3 separate regions of the Hordeum vulgare genome follow, and regions 1 and 3 are each linked to region 2. The links are chromatin contacts, called in public Hi-C maps. All regions are on one chromosome and are shown on one strand. Each heading gives the region's core, a stretch centred on a gene start, on an enhancer-like site or on the middle of the called end of the contact. The rest is flanking DNA. Distances are from core to core; before and after follow the strand shown. Region 1 has its middle 21 kb from the start of LOC123430245. Region 2 holds the start of LOC123426634 (arogenate dehydratase/prephenate dehydratase 6, chloroplastic-like). Region 3 holds the start of LOC123426635 (histidinol dehydrogenase, chloroplastic).

Evidence for each region. A called contact is a pair of places that touch in the nucleus more often than the background predicts.
Region 1: a Hi-C map of leaf shows a contact between it and region 2, with 2.7 times the contacts expected there. The contact joins the enhancer-like site here to the promoter of LOC123426634 in region 2. A contact is called at or near these places in 3 of 6 Hi-C or Micro-C datasets (leaf and seedling) and 1 of 1 datasets of contacts at active chromatin or transcription factors (embryo).
Region 3: a contact with region 2 is called in a Hi-C map of seedling, with 4 times the contacts expected there. The contact joins the promoter of LOC123426635 here to the promoter of LOC123426634 in region 2. A contact is called at or near these places in 3 of 6 Hi-C or Micro-C datasets (leaf and seedling) and 1 of 1 datasets of contacts at active chromatin or transcription factors (embryo).

What each region holds. Positions count from the first base shown.
Region 1 is chr2H:454,910,491-454,914,937 of MorexV3_pseudomolecules_assembly, forward strand. No RefSeq gene overlaps it. Among protein-coding and RNA genes, the nearest start is that of LOC123430245, 21 kb to the left of the region's middle. Within about 2 kb of position 1,516, at least 3 of the 3 cell types and tissues checked have open chromatin away from gene starts, as enhancers often do. A contact at or near this core is called in leaf and seedling, where this site is marked.
Region 2 is chr2H:455,171,078-455,175,217 of MorexV3_pseudomolecules_assembly, forward strand. It overlaps LOC123426634 (arogenate dehydratase/prephenate dehydratase 6, chloroplastic-like), which reads left to right and starts at 1,291. Exons shown (of 1, transcript XM_045110494.1): 1 at 1,291-2,930. The coding sequence starts at 1,492. The coding sequence ends at 2,736.
Region 3 is chr2H:455,444,580-455,449,074 of MorexV3_pseudomolecules_assembly, forward strand. LOC123426635 (histidinol dehydrogenase, chloroplastic) reads right to left here and starts at 3,058. Exons shown (of 15, transcript XM_045110496.1): 1 at 2,905-3,058; 2 at 2,704-2,829; 3 at 2,488-2,600; 4 at 2,348-2,400; 5 at 2,193-2,265; 6 at 1,783-1,884; 7 at 1,606-1,707; 8 at 1,443-1,514; 9 at 1,297-1,359; 10 at 1,166-1,207; 11 at 842-901; 12 at 627-737; 13 at 291-461; 14 at 1-70. The coding sequence starts at 2,803.

The DNA.
Region 1 (4,447 bases), core at 266-2,765, 260 kb before region 2:
GCCACCTCCTGCCTTTCCCTCCCTCGCCGTCGCTTTAGGGCGCGGATGGGCGAAGCCCGACCGGCGAGGGTGGCGGCCAGGCGTCTTCTTCCCCTCGGGCGACGAGGCGATGCGGGCGGTCCTCCTCGAGCCTGGGCGTGGCACAGGGCGCCGCGGCTCGCTGGCGTGGGGTGCATGCGTGGGTGATGTGCCGGCATGGAGAACTTCTTGACGGCGATGACCCGGGACGACATCCCTGGATGGTGGGGGTAGGTGAATCCCAGGCCTTCGCGTCGACATGGCATGGCGATGTTCGTGTCGAAGGTGGATCTGCGCCGGCGATCTGGTGACTTTGGCTCCAGATTAGATTGGATCAACGACGACGCCGAGCGTGCGGGATTCCTCTCGACGGCTCTTGCGGTTGGCGAGGTGGGGTGGCAGCCCTCTTCCTAGGCTCAAGTGGCGGCACACACATGCAGTGGCCGGTGTGCGAGGGCTCTCACGGTGGTAGTACGGTTGTGGATGGTCGCCGGATCTAGATAGCGATATCTGGGGCTTTGAAGGCGGTCTACACGGTGCACATGTTGTCGGTTGGATGTTCGTGGGACAGATCCAGGTGAAAACCTGGTCTCTGACCGGTGGTCAGAGCCGGTGATGGTGACGCCCTCGGCGTTGTTTCCTTCTTGAAGGAATCATCGAGGTGAAGCTCTCAACTCCTTCTGCTACCTCCGGGGAAAATCCCAGATTAGTCGATAGGATGACAGTGGCGCATTTGTGTCGTTCCCTCCTTGGGGTGGCATTCTTGGAGGTGTGCATTGTCTTGAGGGACCAGTGGACGGTTCGAGTGGTGGAGCGGCATTCCATGTGATGCATCGACGGCGTGGAGTCTCAGCGGCATGGCTCGGCAAGGACTTGGCGACATATGTGTAATGATGAACGTGCACGGGGAGGAGGCGTTGTCTGGCGCCGTGGGGCGTCGACGAAAGGCCTCGCAAGGTTGATGCATTAGTACCTGCTCTGAAGATGGATGAGTGAAAAATGGCGGCAACGACCTATGAGTGCGTTGTCGGACTGGTTTGCGTCCCGAATCCAGTATTTGCTTGGTTGGGGCATCCGGTTTTAGATGTTAGGCATATGTGCGATGTTTGTTTGTTATTAGGTCACTATCGGCATCCCTTCATCAAGTGGATATGAATAGCAAAAGATATTGCTAAGATGACGACTTCAGACTTTCTGATATACTGCAAATAATTAATAAAATGGCTGTATGCATTTTTAACATAAAGAGAACGGTAGTTGGACGATACAAAATTGCGTGGACGCCAGATAACTTAAGCAGCAACACAAGTACACGATGGAGCAGTGCGTAGTGAGTGCAGGCTTGTGGCTTTAGCTCTGCCGTGGGGCTGTGGGCTCGATCGCCGGTGGTAGTTAGCCGCCCGGCCGTTCCATAGGACGAACACGCGCCACGTATCACTGCAGTGGCGAGCTTCCTGGTGTGAGGGCGCGCACCGGAGCATATAGCCAGTCGCGTCCTGCCATGAGCTAGCTTGGCTGGCCGTCTGCTGAGCTTTCCGGCAGCGACCTGACCCCGCATGCCTCGCTGTCTCGACCGGCCGTCTCTCCGACGTGCATTAAAGTAGCTCCGACCTCTTAGTATGATTGCTAAGCCCTTCGTATGCGGCGACCGCACTGTTCTCACCCGCAAAAAAGGGCAACCACACTGTTCTTGCTCGGTCGGTCGTTGGGTCGTGTCAGATGGTTTTGTGCGTTCTCATCGGCACCGGCTGAGGCTGGTGAGGGCATCTTCAATAATCGTAGGATCATTATTGATAAAATTACTACATAGATAATTTTGATGGCATGACGTATAATAAAAGAAGAGAGAGAATGACGTTGTATGAACTTGAAGCAACGGTTCACGCACAAGCTCCGAGGCAAACAAGATTATTTCTTCAATATTTAGTGAACCCCTTAGTTATTTTACATACGATTAACATACACTTCATTGAAGAACTTGTATGATGTGCTGTTGGTTGTTGACGTGGACACTTATACCAACGATTGAACATACGAACTGTTGGAGATGCTCTGATAGTGGGAAGTATACAGGGGGTGTTTGTTTCATGGACTTTTTTATGTAGGGACTAAAAAAATTCATTTTAGTTCCATATGAAACAAACAGGATGGACTTTTAGAGATTAAAATGGGGTATTTGAAACTAAAGGAAGAATCCCTATAAGAAGGTCTTTTTGAGACTTTTTGTCACTTTTTCAACAGTGCCCCTACTTTTAGCATGTCATTTAATAACTTTTAGTATATTATTAGGGGTAACATGATCTTTTTGTATGTCATTTAATAATCTCTAGTCCCTCTTTAGTCCATGAAAACAAATGGGTAGAGACTAGGAATTTTTTTATTTGGGACTAAAAAAAGTCCTGAGACTTCTGAAACAAACAGGGTCATAGTAGTGTCATGCATATGGAGAATGGCGTTTTGGAGGCCGAGCTCCATGAAGGCCTTTATTTTTGAAAAATTCAAATTCAAATTTTTATGGTTCAAAAAATTCTGAAAAAAATGCATGTATGTAAGGATGTAACCGACATGTGTGTAAAATTTCAGGTCAAAATACTTTAAAACGTGATCTGTACAAAAAAGACAAATTCATGGTCTGAAATGATGAATAGTAACATGTGTTAAACAGCCTCAGATTTGTCTTTTTTGCACAGCCCTCATTTCAACGTATTTTTTTTCTGAAAATTTACACACTTGTGTATTATACCTTCATTTATCTATGTATTATTTTTTTCAGAATTTTTTGAAATATTAAAATACGAATTTTCACTGAATTTGAAATTTGAATTTAAAGGCCTTCAGTGAGCTCGGGAGCCAAAAGCAATATTCGCATGCATATGATACTATTATATGATACTACCTTTATAATGCATAGTATCATAAATTAGTATTATAGATGACCTCATTTATTGACATGCATGACACATAGTAGCATATCATTTAACATGTTATGTTATCTACCTATGTTACTATAATTCTTTTTTTTAATTATCTGCCACATCATTCCAAATATATGTTACGTTCCTCCCACTATAACTCCCACTATAACAAGCCTGAGTGGCTCCACTCGACGTCCAACTGTCCAAGGCCGAAAAGGCGAAAACAAACTTCACCTCTCTCGATCTCAACCTGGATAGAGGTAGGTCATGGTTTTTCATTAATATTGAGGTCGGGCATGTTTTAGAACACGCAGTCGTGGCATGCGGGAAAAAGATGGGAATGAGCGACGTGATCACTACTCGAGGTCGTGGCAGGTGGAAAATTTTGGGAGTGGACGACTTTAATCACTAATCGCTTGCTGCACAGAGCTAAAAATTCCATTGTAAGGGAGACTAAGGTTAATCATGTATGAAAATACTCACACGCCTTTACCATGTTCTCACTACCCATATTCGCTGTTTTTTCCTGGAAGATGCACGTGCGCTGAGCCGGGCAGTTCATGTGATCCTCCACTAACCCCTAAAAAATTATGATCCTCCACTTGTGATGTTTTCGTCAACTACACATGCTGGAAAAAACCCAAGTCCCATGAAGCATGCATACCTTCCTCCTTCAACGGCAAACTGAGCAATGCCATTTCCAAACCTTAGAATGACGCATAAAACACTACTCCTTTTATGTATTTAATATAAATTATTAATGTAAGATAATCTAATAATTAAGGTTTGACTTCAACTCCAATCCATCCTTCGCCACAAAATCATCAACTTCCTCCGTTCCTAAATATAAGTTTTTTAATATTTCATTACAGACTACATGCAAAATGAAATGAGTAAATTTATATTTTAAAATATGTTTATATACATCCGTATGTATCAATGAAGGTCCTGTTTGAAACCACAATAGATTATAATAATTTGGATTATGAAGATAGATTATATAATCTGGTTTATAAAAATAATCTAGGTGGGCATGTTTGGAGGCCAGATTATATAAATTGTAATCCAGGTTTTATATTATACAATGACATGTTTGCCCTCTGTTTTTTAGCTGCAAAAGGTAATAATCTAGGTGGACATGTTTGGAGGACGGTGGCGGTGGCAGTAGGTAATTATCTCCAAGTTTCCAAGGGTAATGGGTCATTAGTAATCCATAATCTGATTTTAGCTGGGGTAGAGTAGATTATGAGTTTTTAATAATCTGGCCATCTAGTTTTTATAAACTGCAATATAATCTGTCCTGTTTGGAGACATAATAGATTATAAAAACCAGATTATATAATTTGGTTGGTTCCAAACAGGGCCGAAGTAGTTTATAATGAAATCTGTAAAAAGTCTTACATTTATTAACCGAGGGAGCAAATTACATAGAGGGGAATGAAATCGTTTTGCGGGGTGGGGGAAATGAGGATTAATTACGACTGAATTCCAGTTTTACTACCAGTTTTGATTTA
Region 2 (4,140 bases), core at 41-2,540:
ATCAAACGGGGTAAATATATTTACAAAAATGGAAAACAACAAGAGTTCATACCAGCTTCCTTTGCCACGATCACCTCACCAAATATCGTCGTTATTACCTTTCACTTGCACGACCGAATGATGTAATAATAATGGTAGAGCAAGAGTATCGTGGGCTAAAATGAAATCTGCAAGGTAGTTTATACAAAGGAGAAGACAAGGTAATTTGCGCTCTTTTGTTGGATCAACATTAACGCATATGAGAGCGAGGGGAGGCGCGGGAGAAAGGTTAGCCGATAGCGGTGGCCATGACTTTCTGGGACAACCACCACCAACGAACTTGTGGAGCCAAAGGAGACGGCGAACAACACGCATGGGAAGACCGGATCTTGCCCACCGATCGCCAAAACTGCCGACTATGGGCGCCGCCATCGCCGGGACTACCAGACCCATCGCTCCGCCCAGGAGCACCGCTTAGAAGGGAAGGAGCGACAAGAGCCCCGCCACCGCCGTCCTCGGGAGCCAAGCCGGCTTCGCCGTCGGCTCCCTCACGCGACAGCGTGGAGAATAGAGGAGGAGAGGGCGGTGGCTGCCGAAGTAAAAGTACCTTGTTCTTTGTCTCCTATTACCTTCGATCCGATCTCACAGTTCGGGCCTCCTATGCGAGATCTGTCAGTTTTAACACCGACACAGGACGCATCAAAGGACGCACCAAAAAAAAATGAACCAAATGTCAGTTTGGATATACATAGAATGAAAAAAAATGCTAGACTAAAAAAAGTAAATCAATTACTCCACGCCATGTTTTGTTGTAGGGATTCATCGTCGAAAATCAATACAGAAAAATATCTCCCTACCAAGACAAAAATGCAGAGGAATCTAGATAGGCATCCAGCGCGCAGCAGTCTTCACTGTGCTTGGCACGCACCTGGCGCCGTGATTCGCCGGGCGATCTAAGAAACGACGGCGAAAAGGGGAGGCAGGCGCGCGCGGCTACAAGCCGCCGGCGCACGCGACCACAAGGGAAGGGGGGATGCACGCCACGTTCTCCTTGAGTTTCTTCTACCCCTCGGGACGGCTCAGTTGGTTGGTGAAGCAGGCCAAGACCTTTCGATATATTTACCCGAAAAGATACACATTTTGATTTGACGCTGACCCAACCAACCCCCCATGGTATCAGTCCTGACTCCCGAGTCGTGAATCCGTTGCCCCACGCGTCCCCACCAGGCCACCACACGGTCCACACCAACCCCGCTTCCCTCCTTCCAGCTCAAGCCCGCAACACAAACCAACCAATCGCCACCTATATATCCCCTTCCACCATCCCCTTCCCCTCTCAGCTTCCCCATCGAAGCTTACTCGACTACCAGTACTAGTTTCTTTTAGTTTCTCTCAAATTACCTTTTAGTTACCCGGCGCTATCGGCATCGTTTGTACTACTACTCTACTACCAGGCAGATTTCCAGGCCAAGAAACGGACCAACAGCTAGCTAATCGGTGCCGTTACTGGTCATGGCCGCCGCGAGTTTCATCAAGGCGCCCGCCGGGCAGAATCCCAGGCTGGCAGTCCACGCTCCGGGGAGGAGCGGCCGCGTCGTCAGGTGCTCGCTTGGCGCGGCCGTCGGCGGCCGGACCGAGTGGCTGAGCAGCTGCGCCGTCCTCTCCAGCAAGGTGGCCGCGCTCGGCCCCCACTCCGTCAACGGCCACGCCGCGCCGGCGCCGGCCCCCAACGGCGCGGTGCTCGATTTGATCCCCGTCAGCGGTGTTAACGGCGCCGCCAAGAACCTGCCGGCGCCGCTGCGGATTGCGGACCTGTCCCCGGCGCCGATGCACGGCTCTGAGCTGCGCGTGGCGTACCAGGGCGTGCCGGGCGCGTACAGCGAGAAGGCGGCCGGTAAGGCCTACCCGGGCTGCGACGCCATCCCCTGCGACCAGTTCGAGGTTGCGTTCCAGGCCGTGGAGCTCTGGATCGCGGACCGGGCCGTGCTCCCCGTGGAGAACTCGCTCGGCGGCAGCATCCACCGTAACTACGACCTCCTGCTCCGCCACCGGCTCCACATCGTCGGCGAGGTGCAGCTCCCCGTGCACCACTGCCTCCTCGCGCTCCCGGGCGTGCGCAAGGAGAACATCACCCGCGTCATCAGCCACCCGCAGGCGCTGGCGCAGTGCGAGCACACCATCACCCGCATGGGCCTCAACGTCGTCCGCGAGGCCTTCGACGACACCGCTGGCGCCGCCGAGTACGTGGCCACCAACGGCCTCCGCGACACGGCCGCCATCGCGTCGTCCCGCGCCGCCGAGCTGTACGGCATGGAGATTCTCGCCGACGGAATACAGGACGACTGCGGCAACGTGACCCGGTTCGTGATGCTGGCAAGGGAGCCCATCGTGCCGCGCACGGACAGGCCGTTCAAGACGAGCATCGTGTTCGCGCACGACAAGGAGGGCACCTCCGTGCTCTTCAAGGTGCTCTCGGCCTTCGCCTTCCGCGACATCACGCTGACCAAGATCGAGAGCCGGCCGCACCGCCACCGGCCCATCCGCCTGGTGGACGACGCCAACCGCGGCACGGCAAAGCATTTCGAGTACATGTTCTACGTGGACTTCCAGGCCTCCCTCGCGGAGCCGCGGGCGCAGAACGCGCTGGCCGAGGTCCAGGAGTTCACGTCATTCCTGCGGGTGCTCGGGAGCTACCCGATGGACATGACCCCCATGACCGCTGGCTCCTCCTCCACCGTCACATCGTCCGACTCGTAGCTCCCTGGAGAATCAGTGGAGCAGTAGGGACGTCGGTTAATTTGTGGTCATGTCGTCCCACTCCTCCCTCGTTGGCAGCTGGGGTAATTAGTTTTGTTCTTCGATGTTCTTGTTGTCATAATACCTGTAAAATCGTGCCATTTGAGCCAGTTAATACGCAGTGGAATACTACTCCCTCCATCACAGTTTATAAAGCATGCACATATATTTAGGTCGTCAATTTAACTTATATAAAATACTCACTTCGTTCCAAAATATAAAACCTTTTAGGGATAACATATGGAGCAAAATGAATGAATCTATACTTTAAAATATGTATATGTACATCCGTATGTAGTTTATAGTGCAATCTGAAATGTCTTATATTTTGGAAGGGAGGGAGTACATTGTTTAACATAAAAAATATACCATTAAAAAATAGAACATCTAAAGTTTCTAATGATATATTTTTTATAATATATGACTCTTAGTAAGTTGGTTAAATTGACTATCTAGATACACGTGTCGGACTTATAAACTGAAATAGAAGGAATACTAGTACTCCACTCCACATGAACTCTTCTTTTTTTTTAATCAAAACTCCACATGAACTCATGTCGTTGCCTGTGTCGTCCCGAAACAACTTGTCGGGCGAAAACGAAAGTTGCAAGGAATTTGTGGCTACGTTGACGTGCTGTGGCAAAACAAAGAGGGTGGTAGGTGGCGGGGGCACGTTCGTCCTCGCTCTTGGGCTTTGCTTGTAGCCTTTTGTTTTGGTAGTTAGTTGCACGTCCTCGTGCCTCGTCGTCTCGAACGCATACGCACACACGCACGCACGAACTTTTCTTGGAACTGCAATGGGCACGAACTTTTCTTCGAACTGGAATGGTCAGGGCAACTTTAACGGCCGACCCAAACGGACGGCGATTTTATTCGTTTAGGTCGACCAGGCGAACACGAAAGTCCGCTTCGACGTTTGGATCGAGGCATGTGTCCAACACTGGGTCAATTCATTTTTATCGACGTACATCAAACATGCATAATTTAAACATTAAAAAAGCCGGCTACGAAGGCTGACGAGAGTCCACGCATTACATTATTAATGAAAAAGAAAAAAAACTAGGCTTCCTCGGTGGCGGCGACGAGGTCGGGCTGTGCCGGAGCGGGGACAGGTTGTGCTGGCGCGGGTAGTGCTGGTGTCAGCGATGGCACAGCACGGACACGCTCGCTCGTCAGACGGAGCGTCATCTTAGCTTGAAGGTAGACGGCCTCCTCTGAAAGAAGCACGTTGGGGTGAACGACGCGGGTGTTCTGGAAGAAGCCGGACGTAGCACGGGCGCGCTCGTGCGCCTGGTGCATCGCCCTCTTAGCCTGCAGGTAGGCGACCTCCTCTGGCAGCATCTCGTGGGCATAGATGACGAGGTT
Region 3 (4,495 bases), core at 1,808-4,307, 280 kb after region 2:
CCCATTGCTCGGCTTCCTTTACATTGATGATCAAATGCTCAGGAGCATACGTATTTGAGAATGATAATGCCTGAAAAGGGGGACAAACAGGGGAGGTCAACAATCCTTGAGAACAGGAAGTAACCAGATAGTTCTTAATTCACGACTTCAAATTTCTACAATGCATACTGATAGCTAACTCCTTTTAGAAGCAAGCATCTAAGGACAAAGGCCATAAAACGATAGCCCTTTTGCATCGCAGGCGATGAACCAGGCGGGTATAGTAAGGAATGACACGAACGAATAATTACCTCAACCATATCTCTGGCAAACACAGTGAAACTGTGGCCAAGTGCTTTGGAAGCAAAGTCTCCTCTAGGAAGAGCATCACACTGCTTGCTAACTTCTGCTTCAATGGCACCTAAATCAACACCATCTCCCGCAATAACTAGCACAACCTGACTATCTGGGCCATGTTCTGCCTACAAGATAGACCAACCAACTGTGATCTAACACATACATTAAAATGATTCGCAAATATCAATATTATCTTATCTTTATCAGTTATCCTCAGGTTTAATGAACAATAGTCAACTCAACCTACACACTCTGGCATTACAGAGCAGAGTAACAGGAAGGGAACATACCTGAGATAGCAGATCAGCGGCAACATGAACTGGGTTGGCATATTTGTCAGCAATTACCAGAACTTCTGAAGGGCCAGCAGGCATGTCTATAGAGACCATAGCTTCGCTGTTCTGCAGTCAAATAAGAATAAGAACCACAAAAAGGAATGCACAGAAAGAAGATGCCGGAAAAGGCAGATACAGGTTATGATTTACACAGAAAGAGCAGAATAGACCTGAAGAATCATTTTAGCAGCTGTGACATACTGGTTGCCAGGACCAAATATTTTCTCAACCTGCCAAGCGAGTTACAAAGATAGAATGAGGAACAATCTTTGCATCTAACGAGTGCACACGCCTACATTTGCATAGACATTTTGAGCAGGTTATGAACTGCAAAGAGCATGATATGACTCCACAGAAGTGCTCAACTCAATGAAGTTTTATTTACAGTCCTTTAACAAGTGCATCTCAATACATTGTACAAGTTTCATGATCAAGACATAAAATGCCCTACGGATTTTGAACAAGTAAATCATAGTGGAATAGATCTTGAGCACCTTTGGGCATGATGCAGTTCCCCATGCCATAGCGGAGATTGCCTGAAAGTAGAGAACATTTAAAATAATTGAAGGACATCGATAACATTGAACTACATAGAAACAAACAATATCTCAAAATATCCTTATACCTGAGCGCCACCAGCTTTTAGTATGTGTGTAACACCAGCTTTCTTGGCACAGTACAAAACCTCCTGCACAAAATAGGAATAATGTTCAGATTTCTTCAATTTCACCTTACAAAAACAGCAGCATTTCCATGCCCCACAAAGCGTACCTTACATATGCTACCATCACGACTAGGGGGTGTGGCAAGAACTACAGTTTTGCATCCAGCAATCTGCGCAGGCTGTTAAAAAAGAGAATCCACATGAGAAATTTAAGACAATGAATAACTGCAGGTATCTTAGTATAGAGTATTTGAATAAACATGAGCATACCACAGCAAGCATCAATGCAGTTGAAGGCAAGACTGCAGTGCCCCCTGGAACATACAGCCCGACAGAACCAATGCATCTAGTTATCCTTTTACATCTCACACCCTTCACAAATAAGCATAAGCATATAGAAAGGCCAAAACGTAAATGGGGGCATCAAAGCATCTCTTATTCTCTTACTTTCATATTCTCCACTGTCTTTTCTGGCGACTTTTGTGAAACATGGAAGGCATAAATATTGTCATATGCCACATCAAAGGCTTCCTTCACAGCTGGATCAAGCTGCAAATTTGATGAAGGTAAGACAGCCAAAATCATCTAGCAAATGAAAAAAAAACATCTGAATCTGGACACAAAATATACTGACATCAGGTGTACTTATTTCTAAGGATTAGAAACATCTGAACGCAAGTAGATAAAACCTAGAATGGAATGGCGAGCTGCAACTGAAGAAATAAGGAACCAAACAAGCCATGTATGATATATCAACATGGCATGTGGAGAGAAAAAACTGAAAATTATCTGCTTGTGACTTCGGTTAAATTAACAAGACAAGTGCAGAACGTAAATGCACATCACAAGATGGGTACCTCTGCATCTGGGAGATCCCTAACACGCACAACAGCATTATCGAGAGTGACCTTGTCAAACTTTTCTGTATAACTGAACAGACCATGTACAACAAAGTAAGAAAAGTTCTGCAATAGGCCATGAACAGAACGTTCAAACAGTACACAACACTTACTCCTTAACCGCAGCATCACCTCTGGCTCGCACATCTTCAACAATCGGATTCACCTAATCCCACAAATCAAAATCCCATGGATGTCAGACTAGGGCACAATTTCAACTCCATACCCATGAATAACCTCACTATTATCTTACCGTGCTGAAAATGGAGGTGAAATCAATGCGAGGGCGCGCCTTGAGGCCGCTAACCTCGGCATCGCTGAGATCGGACAGCCTATAGGACTTCATCGCGCAGCTAACACCCAACACTGAAACAACCAAGTAGGCAAATTACAGTCCAGAGAATCTTATCCAACTAGCTTAGGAACCAAAGGCTAACAACAACAGAATACGCAAGTCAAAAGCTCGCACCTTTGGATTTGGGGACCCCGGAGGAGGCAAGACAGAGCCGGTAACCGCGACCGAGGCTGGTACCGCCGGCGAGCTGAGGCGGAGCGCGCAAGCTGCCCATCAACAGAGCCCGATTCAATTCTGTTTCTGGGGCGTTGGAGAATCAGAAGCATGGGGGAAGATACGCTATGGTTAAGCCGAACGGAAGGTAGGGAGACGAACCGAAACCAAACGGCGGCGGTGAAGGGTTTCTACGGCCGGCGGCAAAGCGACGCTGTGAAGGAGGTCGCCGATGTCCGTGACCGTGGTCTACTGTGCTGAGTGCTCCGGCAAAGGAGGCGCCGTCTCAAGGGATGGGGAAAACGAGAGAGTGGCGGCGCTGGATAGGCCGTAGGTGGCGATGCTTATTTTGATGGGCCGAGCCTAGGCGGCCCGAGTGCTGCCACACACATTTGCAGTTCGGACGGTGGGCTCAACATCTTGGCTCAATCCGGTTGCAAAAACACACTTAAAAATAAGGGAAAAGATTACCATCACCTGGCGGATCGTAGCGTCCCATCCGTCACCTTTCTTGCATGACACACATTCAAGTGAGGACCATACCATCATTCGTCGGACGCGTTGGTGCAACATGGAGTATGTTTTTAAAATATATACGGTGTTGCAATTATTTACAACAGGTTTATGTTTTGCAATAAAATCTTTGTTATGAATTTTTTTATAACAAGACCTCGGTTGTAAAAAAATATCTGCAACAAAAATCTAAGTTATAATTCTTTTATAACAAAACAGTTGTTGCAAAAAAATCTGCAACAAGAAAAATGTTGCAGATATAATTTTGCAACAAGACCTGTGTTGCAATGATTAAGATGCGGCTCGCTCGATGCGGGAAATCTAACTGCTCGCGAGCTGGCTAATATTTCAAAAAGATCAGCCAATGAAGGTGTAACACGCCCCTAAAAATAAATCATTTTTGCTATAAATGTTTTAAAATGTAGTCTTGAAATATAGGAGTGGGGCATTTTCAAGACCGAGCTACACGGAGGCCTTGATTTTTCTATTTTTTAAAATTCAAATTTTTTTAGTTTCAAAAAGATCTGGAGAAAATACACAGGTATACAAGGATGCAATGTGTATGTGTGTAAATTTTCAGATCAAATAACTTCAATTGTAAGCTGCGCAAAAAAACATGGACTTTGAAGATGAACAATGCATATGCTAAAAAGCCCGGATTTACTTTTGTATAGCTCCCATTGAACGTATTTTCACCTGAAAATTTACACACATCTACATCATCTCTCTAGGTTTGAACTATTTTTTTGGCTAAAAATTTACACACATCTACACCTACATCAGTCTAAAAAGCCTGCAATTTTTTCAGAATTTTTCCAAACTATTTTTTTGAGTTTGAAGTTTCATATTAAAACCTCCATGAAGTTCGGCCTCCATTTGGAATTTTCATAAAAGAAAAAAACCTTATAAAATATTGAAATGGGTGAAAACTGACTGATACAAAAGATACATCTACAACATTTTGCGGTGTTTACCCTAACACAATATACGGTCTAGGTTTAGGAGAGTGCATTTTTGGAACATGGATACATTGGAGGACTTTATTTTAAATAGTTTAAAAATCAGATTTAAATTTTCAATGAATAAATCCGAACAGAATTCTACATGATCATATGATTGGATATTATACATGTGTAAAGTTTGGTGATGAAACAAGTAAACATGTGAGCTATACAAAAATGACAAAAAGACAATTTCTTAATAGTGAATAATACATGCATTGTTCATCTTTTTAAATTCA